Linked DNA regions of Mus musculus: region 2 is linked to region 1. The links are chromatin contacts, called in public promoter capture Hi-C maps. All regions are on one chromosome and are shown on one strand. Each heading gives the region's core, a stretch centred on a gene start, on an enhancer-like site or on the middle of the called end of the contact. The rest is flanking DNA. Distances are from core to core; before and after follow the strand shown.

Evidence for each region. Promoter capture Hi-C pulls out the DNA fragments that hold promoters and counts their contacts.
Region 2: a promoter capture Hi-C map of embryonic stem cells shows a contact between it and region 1, with 2.5 times the contacts expected there. The contact joins the enhancer-like site here to the promoter of Prrt4 in region 1. A contact is called at or near these places in 6 of 39 promoter capture datasets (the C10 cell line, embryonic stem cells, liver and 1 more), 1 of 15 datasets of contacts at CTCF or cohesin (large pre-B cells), 6 of 115 datasets of contacts at active chromatin or transcription factors (the SCID.adh cell line, bone marrow-derived macrophages, embryonic stem cells and 2 more) and 3 of 9 other capture datasets (adipose tissue, liver and pancreatic islet).

Annotation. Positions count from the first base shown.
Region 1 is chr6:29,177,684-29,184,835 of GRCm38.p6, forward strand. It overlaps Prrt4 (proline-rich transmembrane protein 4), which reads right to left and starts at 1,901. Exons shown (of 5, transcript NM_001101443.1): 1 at 1,774-1,901; 2 at 1-148. The coding sequence starts at 85.
Region 2 is chr6:29,303,103-29,310,547 of GRCm38.p6, forward strand. No RefSeq gene overlaps it. Among named protein-coding and RNA genes, the nearest start is that of Fam71f1, 12 kb to the right of the region's middle. Within about 2 kb of position 5,484, at least 27 of the 459 cell types and tissues checked have an H3K27ac peak or open chromatin away from gene starts, as enhancers often do. A contact at or near this core is called in embryonic stem cells and pancreatic cancer cells, where this site is marked.

The sequences.
Region 1 (7,152 bases), core at 651-3,150:
CAGAGGAAGCAGGCTGTGGACCCACAGGTACGGCAAGCAGGACCCAGCAGAACAGCCCCAGCTCCAGGCAGCTGCGGCCTGCCATGGCCCCACCTGGCTCAGCAACGCGGGTGGGCAGGGAGCTCACTTCTTCAGCAGCTCAGGGGTCCTAGAGGGAGAAGTGCTGGGAGTCAAGGCCTCCACCCGCCTCTTCCCGGATCAGATGCCCCAGGCAATGGCTCTAATCACAGAGAAGCAGGTGCAGGAACACAGGCAACGTGTTCTGCCTAAAAGAGGCATGGCAACTCTTCTTGCCAGCCCCCTCTCCACTACCTGCAGGCTCCAGGGCAAATCTCTTCCCTGCACACACTACCGCCATGCACACCCAGCCTTCCCACAAGGGGGCCTGATGTCTGACCAGAAGTCTGACTACAAGCAGGAGCCTCATCCTGAGCCAGAACAGAGGGAATCAACTTAACCTCCCAGAGGCAGATTCCCTCCCTCCTCACCCACCCCTCTACCCAGCTTTCTCCATCCCCCACCCCCCATCTCTCAAATATCTACTGAGGCCCACTGTATATCAAGCATCGTCCCAGTAATACAGTGGTAAAGAATGCAGACCCTTCCGGTTCGCTCCTGATCCCCACCTCCAGACCCAGCAAGAAACCACTGGTGCACAAGGCCCTCAGAAAGGGCAGGTCACAAGCCTGAGTGATCTGACCTGCAAGGCCATACAGCCAGCGAAGCAGGGTCCCGGGCCTAGCAGAGGCTCTCCGGAGCCTTTCCCCTCTTTCTAGGGGTTTGGCCTGCAGCTACCCTCCCCATGACCTCAGGAGTTTTTGAGGGAGGGACCATTAACCCTTTCTGGCTCCGTAGGAAAGGAGGTCAGGCAGGCAAGCTCGGTAAGGGGCAGCAGCTGCAGAAAGGCTACCCCCCTCCCCAGAACACATCTGGTGGGGGAAGGGAGAATGAACCAGGGACACACGTGCACCCAGTACCCTTACATCACACACACACACACACACAGCCGCACCTAGCACCCGTGACACACTCACCCACGCACCCTTCACACACTCCTGCACATATACACACTCCACCCTGATGCGCCCCTTTCCCTCCTACGTAGGCTCGCTCTCTCTCTCTCTCTCTCTCTCTCTCTCTCTCTCTCTCTCTCTCTCTCTCTCTCTCTGCATATGCAGTCAGCAACACACACAATCCTAACACACTGTACATATACACCACACACCATCATTTCTATCAACCCCATCTCACGCCCCTTACACACCCACCCCTCGCAGGCACACAAGCACACGCGCGTGCGCACACCACACTCCCGCTTCCCCAGTCCAGACCGACGGACCTGCTTCTCTCGCTCGGGCGAGTCCCCGGGGCCAACCCCCGGGAGAAGGGGCACCCTGGCTCAGGGGGCCCCAGCAGGGCAAGGCTCGGCGAGTCTAGCCTGTTCTCCGTTGCGCCCAAAGCCGGGACTCGAGCTCAGAGTCCCCGGATTCCCTTTGGCTTGCCGGGCGATCGCAGCAGCTGCCGGTCTGTCCCCGGCTGGGTCTGCGACCCGCAGCGCTCTTAGCAGGCGGCGGGCGGCCGGGCTGCGCTCGCGATCCGCACTCCGCTCCCTCCCCGCGGCGCCGCCTCCTGGCTGTGAGCCCGGCTCCCCGGCCCAGCGCCCGCGCCCGGGCCCCGCAGCTGCCGGGCTTCTTGCAGCCCTCCCCGCTGCCTCCCGCGCCCTCCCTCCTCTCCCTCCTCCTAGCCCGCCCGCTGTTCGCGGTCCGCCCCTACCCGGGCCGGCAGGCGGGCGCGCACATCAGCGCGGAGCCACGGCCACCTCGCTGCTCCGGCCCCACGCGCACTCATTCACCCAGCGCTGCCAATCAGCTGCGGGAGAGTCGGTGCCTCGTTCTCAGCCTGGCGCTGGCAGCCACAGGCTCGGAGGACAGCCCAACGCACACACCCACAAGCACGCCATTCCCGAGAAACACCCTCAGGCGAGGGCACTGGGCGCGCGCGCGCACACACACACATTCACACGCACACAAGTACGTGCACACATGCAACAGTAGTCTGGCATAGGTTAGTATCCCAAGCAATCAAAATCCACTCCGTTGAACCCTGGATAAAGACTTACTGCTCTCCCTTACAACAATGGGAACAAATGTGTTCCCATTTTAGAGATAGATAAGTCCCCAGAACTTATCAAATTGCTTAAGATTGCTCAGTTTGGCGGAGACTTGAACTCAGTCTTTCTGCTTGCCTTCTTCACCACCTGGTGGTTTGCAAACATACAACCACCGAGGAAGGCCTCCTACGCTTCTTCGCAGGCCAACTGCCAAATGTCAATCCCCATTCATAGCGTCTCCTTTTGCTAAAATCTCTCCAAAATACTCAGCTTCAGAAATATCTGTGGGAGAGAATAGTGAGACAAGCTGGTGTGCGAGGTGGATCACAATTTGTCTCCAATAAGACGTGGTAGAAGAACATAGAAACAAAGAAAGAGCACCCAGCCAGCCTCATGGCACTGCTAGCTAAGAGTACTGAGCAGTCGCTAAGCCTGCTGCACTATCTAAAGGCTGTATTGTTGACTGACAGGATTAAGTGTGGCTTGTTGGAGGCTGAGGCAGGCGGATTTCTGAGTTCGAGGCCATCCTGGTCTACAAAGTGAGTTCCAGGACAGCCAGGGTTATACAGAGAAACCCTGTCTCGAAAAAAAAAAAAAAAAAAAAAAAAAAGTGTGGCTTGTTTGTTAGTCTGGAGTCTCTAAATCCCTTCATGTTTTCTTTCTTCCAAAACGGTGAATTTGATAGAAACGTGCGTGCGGGCGCACATGCGGGCGCTCGCGCGCGCGCGCGCACACACACACACACACACACACACGGAGGGAGGGAGAGAGGGAGGGAGGGAAATGTCTTTAATTCTGTCACTTGGCAGGCAGAGGCAGAAAGATTGAAAGTTTGAGATCAGTCACACTCACAAATTGATACTCTCTCAAACAAACAAACAACTCCAACCAACCAACCAGACAGACAGAAAGGCTGACAGACCAAACTGCAAAAGACTTGCCCATTTTGCTGGGTGTGAAGACAAAAACCCAGCATCACCCTTCAGGTGGTAAAGGCAAAAGGATCCAAGTTCAAGACTGCTGTTGTTGGCCATGGAGGGATTTTTGAGGCCAGCTCAGGCTACCTGATAACCAGCCTCAGTAGACAGGTAGACAAAAGTGAGCTAGTCCTGCCCCAGAAAGCAGAGACATAGCATAATATTTTGGTCAGGGGAAGAGCAGGCAATGTGTTGCAATTCAGAAAGGCATCTGAGACTCATTTTTGGATCACAGAACTCATGCCACCAATAGATTCAAGATCAAATTGGGTCTCCCACCAAGCTCTCAGAGTCCGACTGTGAATCTGGGATTTATCCTGAGTCTCCAAACAAAACACTGGGAAAGCCGTGCTCTAGGAGTCCCTAAAGGAAACCACTACTCTGCCCTTCTCCCCAGGCCACTGGGGGCTGCCTAGAGGCAGTGTGTTAGGATTCAGACTCTAATTTTTTTTCATATGTTTTATAAACGCTATCCCACCGGAGACATTTTCTTTGAATCTCCCTCGTAGAAAGCCTCATTTCTTGCTAATCATGTTCATTTAAAGACTTCTAAGTGGAAAGGCAGAAATAAACATATCCCAGCACATTAAAATTGCAATCTTCCATGACAAAGCAGGCTTATTCCCAAGAATGATATTTTTACAAAGATATTGAAAAGGGGAAGTCAGGACTCTCGGTTAAGATGGTGGCTGAATTCATACCTCTAATTTTACTCCCTCCCAAAACCCTATTAAAATGTTATTAAGAAGACCTCAGAGTCAATTGATAACTCTTCAGGGATGGGGAGAGCAGGAAGGGGCTCGAGCAACAGGGCCTTTGATGCAGGATGGCTGGCAGGGGCACAGTGACTGACTTAGCCACCCAGAGCAAAAAGCTGTCTCCACCTGGCAGAAAGGAAGCTCAGAGTCAAGTTGATTTACATCACACTGTTCTCAGAAGCTGGCAATCCAAATGCCTCAGGAACCGTGGGAGCATAGGCTAAAGGAAAGACCAATCAAAGCACAGTTCAACTCCTAGGTCTCTTCCCTAACTCCAAACCACCAGGAAGCGGGCCATCCATCCCATAACCAGCAGGACCTGTGGGATTTTCCTTTGAGAAGAAGATGTGCTACACTGGCAGAGCCTCGGGCATCCTCTGAACTGAGGCACTGTCTTAGGGTTTTGCGCTGTGAGCAGACACCATGACCAAGGCAACTCTTATAAGGACAGCATTTACTTGGGGCTGGCTTACAGGTTCAGAGGTTCAGTCCATTATCATCAAGGCAGAAACATGGCAGCATCCAGGCAGGCATGGTGCAGGCAGTGCTGAGAGTTCTACATCTTCATCTGAAGGCTCCTAGCAGAAAACTGACTTGGTAGCTAGGATGAGGGTCTTAAAGCCCACATCCACAGGCCACACCTACTCCAACAAGGCCACCCCTTCTAGTAGTGCCACTCCCTGGACTGAGCATATAAAAGTCATAACAGATACCTTACTGAAAACAAAGGGATTTAGTGTCCAGGGGTCATTGGAATGCTGAATGCAGAGAATCCCAGCCTTCTCACACAACCAGGTCCCTTTTGTTCTTCAGGCTGGAGACTGGAAAGCTCTACTCTGGGACATTCCACAGCCAGAGAAGAAATAATCAATGAAGCCAACATAGGAATTCTTCAAAGCCAGCTCCGCTGGATCACCACACAGTACCAAACCCAACCTGGAAGATCAGAGGGTTTTTGTTTGTATTGTCTTTTATAGATAGGATTTCTTTGCGTAGCCCTGGCTATCCTGGAACTCTATGTAGTCTAGGCTGGCCATGAACTCACAGAGATCCACCTGCCTCTGCCTCCTGAATGCTGGGATTGCATGCACATACCACCATGCCCAGAGTTATTGACCAGGACTTCACTCCCACCCTCCAACTTTAATCTTGATCAAAGGACTTCAGGCAGGGAAGGAGGTAGGCTAACTGCAGATCTTCACCTTTCCTTCAGCTCCCCCAAAATCAACCCCTCAGTCACATCCCCAGCTCTGTAGCAGACCACCTGCTCCTGTTTCCCACCACCGACCCCCTTCTCCAGGGGGTCACAAACCTCACCCCCCATTCCATTCATTCCCAACCCCAGCTAGCATTCCCTGGGAACCTCTAGGTCACCCCAGCCAGGGAAGCAGATAGGCCACATGTAGCTATTCACGTCTCCCTCTACTCCCCCAATTCCATGCCCCTAATCTCATACCCAGATCTTCAGCAGACCACCTGCCTTTACTTCCTCTCTGTCCCCATTCCTTGGGGACTAAACAGGTCCTGGTGGGACACTTTTCTCCCTTCTACAGAACCCTTAGCCACTTCTTAGCCCATCGCCATTCCTAAGTATCAGCTCCCAGTACATAGAAACACATTTTACCCAGAACCCTCAGTGACCACACCTAACAGGATCCCAGAAGAATTTCCTATCAGGCAACACACAGCCATCATGCTTTAAGTACTAGACGGGAACAGGGAACAACAACAACAACAAAATCCAACAAAGACAAGATCAGATATCAGCATCTAGAATTGTAATCTTCCCAAACCCAGATGCCTAGGTGCCAATGTAAACACAATCAGTAACTGCCAGGAAAATGTCTCCACTAGAGGCCAACAACTCTGCCACAGCTGGTCCTGAGAACTGCAGCATAGCTGAAGCACAAGAAAAGGGCCTTAACACAGCCTTTATGAATATGATAAAAGTCCTCAAAGAGGAAATGAATAAACCCCTTAAAGAAATCTATGAAATACAAACAGTGGAAGGAAATGAATAAAAACAGCTCAAGACCTGAAAGTAGAAGTAGAATCAATAAAGAAAACTCAAATTGAGGTGACAATCTGGAAATGAAAAGCTTAGGAATTCAAACGGGAACCCAGAGGCAAACTTCACCAACAAAGTATGAGAGATGGAAAAGAGACAGACTCTCAGGCATTAAAGACACATTAAAAAAAAAAAGTATAGCCTGGTGAAAGAAAATATTAGGTCTAAAAAATATCCTGGCAAACATCCAAGAAATCTAGGGCACTATGAAAAGACCAAACCCAAGAATAACAGAAGGAGAAGAAGAAGAATTGCAGTTCAAAGGCTCAGAAAAATATTTTAGCAAAACTATAGAAGAAAAATTTCCAACCTAAAGAAGGACATGCCAATAAAGATACAATAAGCATACAGAACATCAAATAAGATTGTCATATAATAGTCAAAACACTAAACATACAGAACAAAGAACAAATATTAAAAGCTGCAAGGGAAAAAGAAAAAATAACATATAAAGACAGACCTATGAAAATAACACCTGACTTCTCAATAAAGACTCTAAAAGCCAGAAGGGCCTAGACAGATGTTCTACAGACCCTAAGACACTATAGATGCTAAACAAGACTACTGTATCCAGCAAAATTTTCAATCACAATAGATGGAGAAAATAAGACATTCCATGATAAAAACCAAAGTTAAGTAAGATTTATCTATAAAATCCAGCTCTACAGAAGAGACTAGAAGGAAAAACTCCAACCTAAAGAGGCCAAAAAAAGCTTTTTTGCAGGAAATAAATATTCCCAGACCAGCAAATCAAAAGAGAGAAAATACACAAACACACACACACCACCGCCGCCACCACCACCACCACAACGACAACACAGCAAAATACAAAATATTAAAAATCAACAAACACTGCTAATTGATATCTATGAGCATAAATGGCCTCAACTCCCCAATAAAAAGACATAGATTAAGAGAATAGATTAGAAGGCAGGATCCTGCATCCAAAAAACCATGTCTTAACATCAAGGATAGACATCACCTCAGGGTAAAAAATATGGAAAAAGATATTACAACTAAATGGACCCAAGAAATAAGCTGGCATAGCCATTTAAGTATCTGAAAAACAAAAACAAAAACAAAAACAAACTTCAAACCATAACTAATCAGAAGAGATAGGAAAGGACACTGCATACTCATAGAAAGAAAAATCCTCCAAGAGGGCATTATCATTCTTATTATCTATGCACCAAACACAAGGGCACCCAAGATTAAAAAAAAAAAAAAACTACGATAGCT
Region 2 (7,445 bases), core at 4,234-6,733, 130 kb after region 1:
TCACTAATTTAGAAAATACCTTACAGCTGGATCTCGTGGAGGCATTTTCTCAACTGAAGCTCCTTTGTCTGTGATAACTCCAGCCTGCATCAAGTTGACACACAAAACCAGCCAGTACCTCAAGCTTGGGTGGCAAGTGCTTTCGCCTGCTGAGTCATTTCACCAGCCCTACACTTGGCATTTTTGACATTTACCAGCAAGAGTCTTATAGTGGCATGCTATCTCTATTATTAATAACTATATACCTGCAACAGTGAAAAGTGCAAGGCCCAGCACAGTGTGGGCAATTACTAAGTACAGATCCCAGCAAGGACTGAGCAGTGGGCACTGATCCCAGTGGGCAGCTGGTGACTCTCCAAGACCAGCAGACAATAGGGACAGTGGCCTCTGCTGGGTTAATGCACCCAAAAGAAAGGCATACCATGGGCATCAGGTATAGCAGATACAGACCAAGCTGGGCCAGGACAGGCATCCTGATCATCTCTACCCTTAACCTGGTAACTCAGTTTCTGCCTGTGTTTCAGCCAGCCTCTTACTCTAGCACAGACAACCCTGATGTTGTAGTCCAGCCCCCCTCCCTCCCCCACCCCGCTCCCCCCTGCCTGAGCGTCCCTGAACAGCTGTGCTTGTGGAAGAAGGCAGAAGCCCGCCCTCCTCCTGAGGTCCTCATCTCCCTGCTCATCTTCCCACAGACCCAGGAAACAGGAAACGTGCAGAAGGAGATTGCTGGGATCGATAACTCATCCTGTACACTGCAAATCCATCCTATGTGTTTTCCCAAGCTCATCTAAAACAGACCAAAGACGCCACTAGGTGGCATAACAAAGCCTGCCACCCCCAAATATCGTATCAATTTAACAATAATGACTGTACTGCCTAGTTGTGTGTCAACTTGACATAAGCTAGAGTCAGCAATGAAGAGAGAGCCTCAATTAAGAAAATGCTTCTATAAAATAGGACTCTAGGCAAGCCTTTAGGGCATTTTTTAACTTATGAGGAAGGGCCCAGCCCACTGTGGGTGGTTCCATCCCTGGGCCTATGGTCCTGGGTTCTATAAGAAAGCAGGCTAAGCAAGCCATGAAGCACCCCTCCATGGCCTCTGCATCAGCTCCTGCCTCCAGGTTCTTGCCCTGCTTGAGTTCCTGTCCTGACTTCCTTTGATGATGCACTGTTTTATGGAACTGTGAGTGAAATAAACCCTTTCCTCCCTGAGTTGCTTTGGTCATGGTGCTCCATCACAGCAATAGTAACAACCAAGTAAGACACTCCATTCTGACTATTTTGAGTTATCAATCTGTAATGGAATTTCATTGGTTTTGGATAGCGCATTTGATCAATCAGGCAAACCAGAACAGGTTCTCATACAGCTCAGGCTAATGTCAAATTCACAATGTATCAGAGAATGACCTTGAACTTCTCATCCACGTGCTCTACCTCGTGAATTCTGGGATTCCAGTACGTGGTGCACCACTATGCCTAGTCTGCATAGTGTGGGGCTTTGTGCATGCTAAGAAAGCACTCCATCAACTGAGCCATGTCCCTAACCTCAGTCCCACCTTGTGCGTCTGCCTTTGTAATTTCTACCTTCTGGGTTTGTTTCCAATTCTATTTCGTGACTTCTAATCGAGTAGCTTGGAACATTTACTATTGACATTCGCTGTCTTGCAGGTTTCCTTTTATATTACAGTTGGAGCAGAGTGCTTTATTGTATATGTGCACATAGATTCTGATCACTGTGAAAGGGTATGGCAAGGTGATTGGTATGAACAGAAGATTCTGTGGAACAAGACTGAAAGCCACTGGTAGGTGACTGACCTGCTCTTTATTGATTCTCTGCTCGATTGATCACCAGCTCCACTTCCCAATACTCCTCCCTCCTTCCCACTGGAGCTGTGCCTCAGGCTCCTTAGTTCAACTCTTCCCAGACCTTGTTCTTCTGGGCTCTTGGGCTGACAAGACTCTATTGGCTTCATTTTCTCCTAACAGCAAGCCCAGTCATTCTGTACAGCTTCCTCAGAGCCACTCATGTTATGTTCTGACCTACTCACTCCAGCTTGGTGTCCATCTGAAGTCTCTTCTGGGTTGTCACTGCAGATTGAAGGTGCTTCCCTGCTGCCAGTGGAGTCAGAGTCCAATGCTTCTTCGTTATGCAGCTGTAGCTCCCTTCAGCCGAGCTCCTGGAGCTGCTTAGGGCCAGCCTGTCGTCTATATGACCTGTATCTTCTTCACACCATCGAGAGTTTATTCTCTTACAGCAAGGCATAAGGAAGGTTGTATACTACAATGATGGACATCCTTTAAAGGATGCTGCTACCAAAGTCTTTGTTTCTGTAGTTCCTACTGCCATACTCCAGGGCAACCAGGTCAAGTTCTCCTGGGCGTCCTTCACTCCACTCTGCTACTGACAATACCAATGGAGTTAACCCCCACACACACAAATTCTAATTTTTTGTGATTTCTTTTTTAAAGTGTAATCCTTTTAAATTTTATTTTATGTTAATGGATGGTTTGCCTGTCTATGTTCACCATGTGTTGTGCAGTGCCCAAGGAGGCCAGAAGAGGGCAGTTGATTCCTTGGAGCTGGAATTGCAGATCGCTGTGAGCTGCCGCAGGTACTGGGAATTGAACTGGAGTACTCTACAGGATTGGCCGCTGCACTAACCACTAAGCAATCTTTCCAGCCCTCTGCTTCTTGAAAACTGTGTTAAACACTGTGTTAGTTAGCCTTTCATCACTGTTACAAAGTATTCAAACAAAAAGCAGGCTGAGAGAACAAGAGAGTGACTGGGAACAAAGTATATCAAAGCAGGAGGGATGCTCTTTCAGAGTACTCTCCCTCAACTCCCCATACTATGACCTACTTCCTCTAATAGGTCCCACCTCCTAGTTTCTACTACTTCTCAATACTGCCATCAAATTATGAATCCATCAATGAAATAATCTTTTTATTAGTAAAAACCCTCTTGGTCCAACCACTTGTTGATAAGACAGATCTCAAGAACAGCTCTGAACCCCAGATCCTCCTGTCTTTGCCTTAGCAGTGCTGGGATTATAGGTGTGTGCCACTAGGCCTTTCGAAGGGCCTTTTCATATTTAAATCACCTTCTATGATCATGAGTATGTTAGTTACCTTTTTCATAGCTGGGACAAAATATCTAATAGGTAGCAACTTAAGAGAAGAAGGGGTGGTTACATCAGGAAGATGATATAACCCATCATGAGTTGTTTAAAAAAGTAGTAAGAATATGGAAATTATTAATTACAATATCAACCAACTAGACCAACTCACGTTTATAGGACACTCCATCAAAAATACTATATAAGTGCACTAGAATAGAATGCTCATTTAGTTAGTCTTTGGTCTACTAAAGAAACTTCAGCGTGTATATATATATATATATATATATATGTATATATATATTTTTTAAGGGGGCTGTAGGTGCATACAGTGAATGTGTTGAGGTCAGAGGATGTTTCTTTGGAGTCAGTTCTCTCCCTCGAGCATGTGAGTTCTGCAGACTGAGCACGGGTCATTGGATTTGGTGGCAGGAGCCTTTATTCATAGAGCAGTCTGCCGACCTAACCTCAGTTTTTTAAGATGAAAGAAAGAAAAAGATCACACCAAATAAATAATCAGATGGCAACAAAATAAACTAGACACCAGCAACAAAGGTTTCCTGTGTGATGGCTCAATAGCCCATGGGTCTGAATGAGAAATATGCCCCACAGGCTTATGTATCTGAGCTCTTGGTCCCTGGCTGGTGGAGCTCTTCAGGGGAGGCTGTGGAATATTTTAGGAGGTGCAGCCTTGCTGTAGGAAGCAGGCTTCTGGGGGCAGGCTTAGAGGCTGTTTCCACTGTTTTCACTTCCTGCTCCCTCTTTCTGTTTCCTGTGTAAGGATAAAAATGTGATCAGCCAGCTTCCTGCTCCATCATGTGATGCCTTCCCTGCCACAGTGGGCTTTATCCCTCAAGAACCATAGGCTAAAATTAACCTCCTACACACTTAAGTTGCTTTGGTCGTGGTATTTTATCACAGTTATAGAAAAGTAATAAATAGAATGAGTAAAAGAACTTGCCACCTACTCTGCCAATCTAGGTTCATTTTCCAGGACCTAATGGTGGAGAATCAATTCCCAAAGGCTACCTACTGACTTCCATACATTGTGGCATATGCACACACACATGCACAAAGATAAACAAATGTTCAAAAAGGATGTGTTGTATCCCACAAAGAGTGAGTTTCACTGTATATAAAGGGAAGAAAAAAAAAAGTCTGTCTTACCTGGATTGTGAGGTAAGCCAGGGTGTGACTTTTGACAAATGAATGACATCAAGGAAAGTGGAGAAGAAGAAAGCCAACCCGAGTGACTTTGGGAAACAGTGTACTGACTGGGTAGCTACCAAAAGAAGTATCTGGAAACTTTGTGCTTTAGTTGATAATTTGTTTCTTATGGGGTATGAGTAAGCAATTCTGGGACTCCTTTATATCAGAGTTCAACAATGTTCATAGATTGCGGAGAACTCCCATGTTGGAGAAAGAAGGGACATCTCTCTACACAGAATCAGCTGTCTTGATTTCTGTCTTCTTTCGCTTCATGTGTTGCTCAAATCAACAACCATGTTCCTGTTTGTTTCCGAATGGGATTCACTGTGGATGAAACAGTCTATTAGCTCATCTGTCCAAAGACATCTGGGCTGTTTCCAGTTTGGGTGATAAGTTGCTATGAACACTTCCATTCATAAATATTCATAGCAGTTTGTAACATTTTAAAGTCTACGTTTAATGATGGTTCTTAAACACTTTAACCTCCCTTATAGCCCAGCACCCACCAGAGGTAGTGGAAAACAAAAGGATATGGGGAAAGCGGTCCTGTTTAGAAAGGTTCTTTGGAGCAACTCCTGTCTGTGTTGTCAGGAAATGAGTAGTTTAGTTCACAGGTTAGCAGTGGCAGTTCGATTCACTCGTAAACATTTCATGGATTCACCAGCAGTTCAGTTTGGTAAAGTTGGGATAGCAAACACAAATTGCAGTGGTGACACTACACAGCAGAGATGGCCAGGCCTCAGCCTCCTTACTGCCACACCCACTCCAGTAGTGACTCTCATGACAGGCCCAAAAGCCTGGACGTAGTCCTGAGGTGAAAATTTCATGGAAACTTAGTCTCCTGGAACCGTGGCATCCTGTAAAATGAACGCTCCAAATCTGTCCTTGCCTTAGTCGGTGAACGGATCTGTGTGCTTTCCCTCAGTATTGTTTTATTATAAGTGACTTTAAGGATTGATTTTGACATATAGCTAAGTTAGATTAGCCTCCACCAGTGTTCCAATGTCCTAGGTAGTCCTTGAGCCAACCCTGGGCTTGGAATTCAGTAAGAATGTTACCTATTCAGTAACATTCAGAATTGCTTCTAGTACTGTAAGGGAGACAGTGAAAGAAATCAGGCATTACGATTCACTAGAATAGAGCTAATAATCTCAGGACTAGTCTACATAATACTTAGAACAATAGATAGCTGAGTCACTCCCATACACAGGAATTTACAATGGCCTAGGAAGAAGGTGGGTTGTGGTTTTAGGAGGAACTGAAGTATTATTCATGAAAGGGTCAGTAGAACGGAATTCCCCTGGTGCATGTTTTTCACTAGGCCCAGAGGAATATCGTATACTAAGGGACCCCTAGTGATGGGTTTAACAGTAGACTAGCATTGCATCAGACGAATCACCTGGCTCCTGTGTTTAGCTGATTTTTTTTTTTCCTCGAGACAGGGTTTCTCTGTGTAGTCCTGGCTGTCCTGGAACTCACTCTGTAGACCAGGCTGGCCTCAAACTCAGAAATCCGCCTGCCTCTGCCTCCCAAGTGCTGGGATTAAAGGCGTGTTTAGCTGATCTTAAGGGCTGTTCCTATCTCAGTTGTAAACACTGCCTGGCTCCCCCCTCCCCCAGCTTTTTATGTATGCATTTTCTTTGTTTTGTGTAAAGTACCATAATGCATCTCAATGTACCTAGGCAGATGTATTCACCTACCTTTCTGGTTTTTCTTCTGTATTATAAGACTGATGCTCACTTTGAAATTACATTCAGATACAGCACACTCCCTTGTGTCCGTATTTGTTTGTCACTTTTTGCTGACTCCTGCCCACCTGTACCACTCCCTCGAATTGAGGGGGGGGCCCGACTGAGGGCAGTTCGCGGCATGTACTAGTCAGCCGGAGGGACCAAGGTCAACGGGAACTCCAGGAGAAGTTCTCTGCTGTGCCTCAGCCGTTAGTTCTATAAGCAAGCTTAGCTCAGCCTCCGTCACTGTCGACTGAGTCTTTTTTATATTCCCTTCAAACATCACGTGTCCTCCACTTGTCTTACCTCAGCACGTGTCTTGTCTCAGCTGACAGCACTCTGCCAATCAGCCTAAGTTCACAGAAGCAGCAAGAAATTGTAGCACACTACCAGAAACTTTTTGGTGTGTTTCTTTTTATGGAATCCCGAAAAATGCAGCTCAACTACGCAATGTAAGGCGAACCAATAATACATGTGTGTCGTTAGTGAAGGATCCTTTATCTCGTGTCCTTTCCCATGCTTGCTTTAGCAGAACATCCTCTCTCCTGTGTCTGCTTCAGCCAAATGTTCTTTTATGAGTCTGTCAGAGCCTTTCACCTGTGTCCACTTCAGCTAAATGTTCCTTCACATGTTTGCCCCAGCAAAACACCATCCAGCTGACTTTCCAAGAACCCTTACGTTTCCACTTCAGAAGCTGTTTTTTTCACATTCCCACTCTCACCCTGCCCCAGATGCCACCAGCTTGGAGCCATGTTTTGATTTTTCCTCGGCTTCCACATTTTCAACAGGGTTAGACGGCCTAAGCCTTACATTACCCATGGCCCTGTCTGATGTTTCTTCAGGATGAGTCCTCGATCCTGGGGTCATGTTTTCTGGGAAGGAATACCCTGGAAATGGTACTGTTCACAGAGCCTCACATCTGGAGAGCTGAGTCTATTGTCTGCCAGATTTTTTCTGTCATAGCATTCCTTTTCCTTTTGAAAGTCAGTAGAAATGTCTGGAAGATATTCCCGGTTGCGTGGATAACCAGTCCATCAGCACATTTCCTCTACTCACTAGACTCAGGCATAGTCAACACTTGCTCCCTGGACCAACCAGCACTCAGGTGGCAATGTATTACTCAGGTAGTACATTTCTATTTCTGTTACCCCTTCTACTACTAGCTGGAAGCTTATCACGAGAAGTTTTGTAGTCTTATCACCTACTCATCTAGCCATTCATCATCAGTATGGCTCACAGTTCTAGTTTGAGTCAAGGGTTTGCAACTCATTCATTAAAAAGAGAAAAAAAAGATTTATCTATTTCATTTATATACACTGTACACTGTAGCTGTCTTCAGACACACCAGAAGAGGGCATCAGATCCCATTACAGATGGTTGTAAGCCACC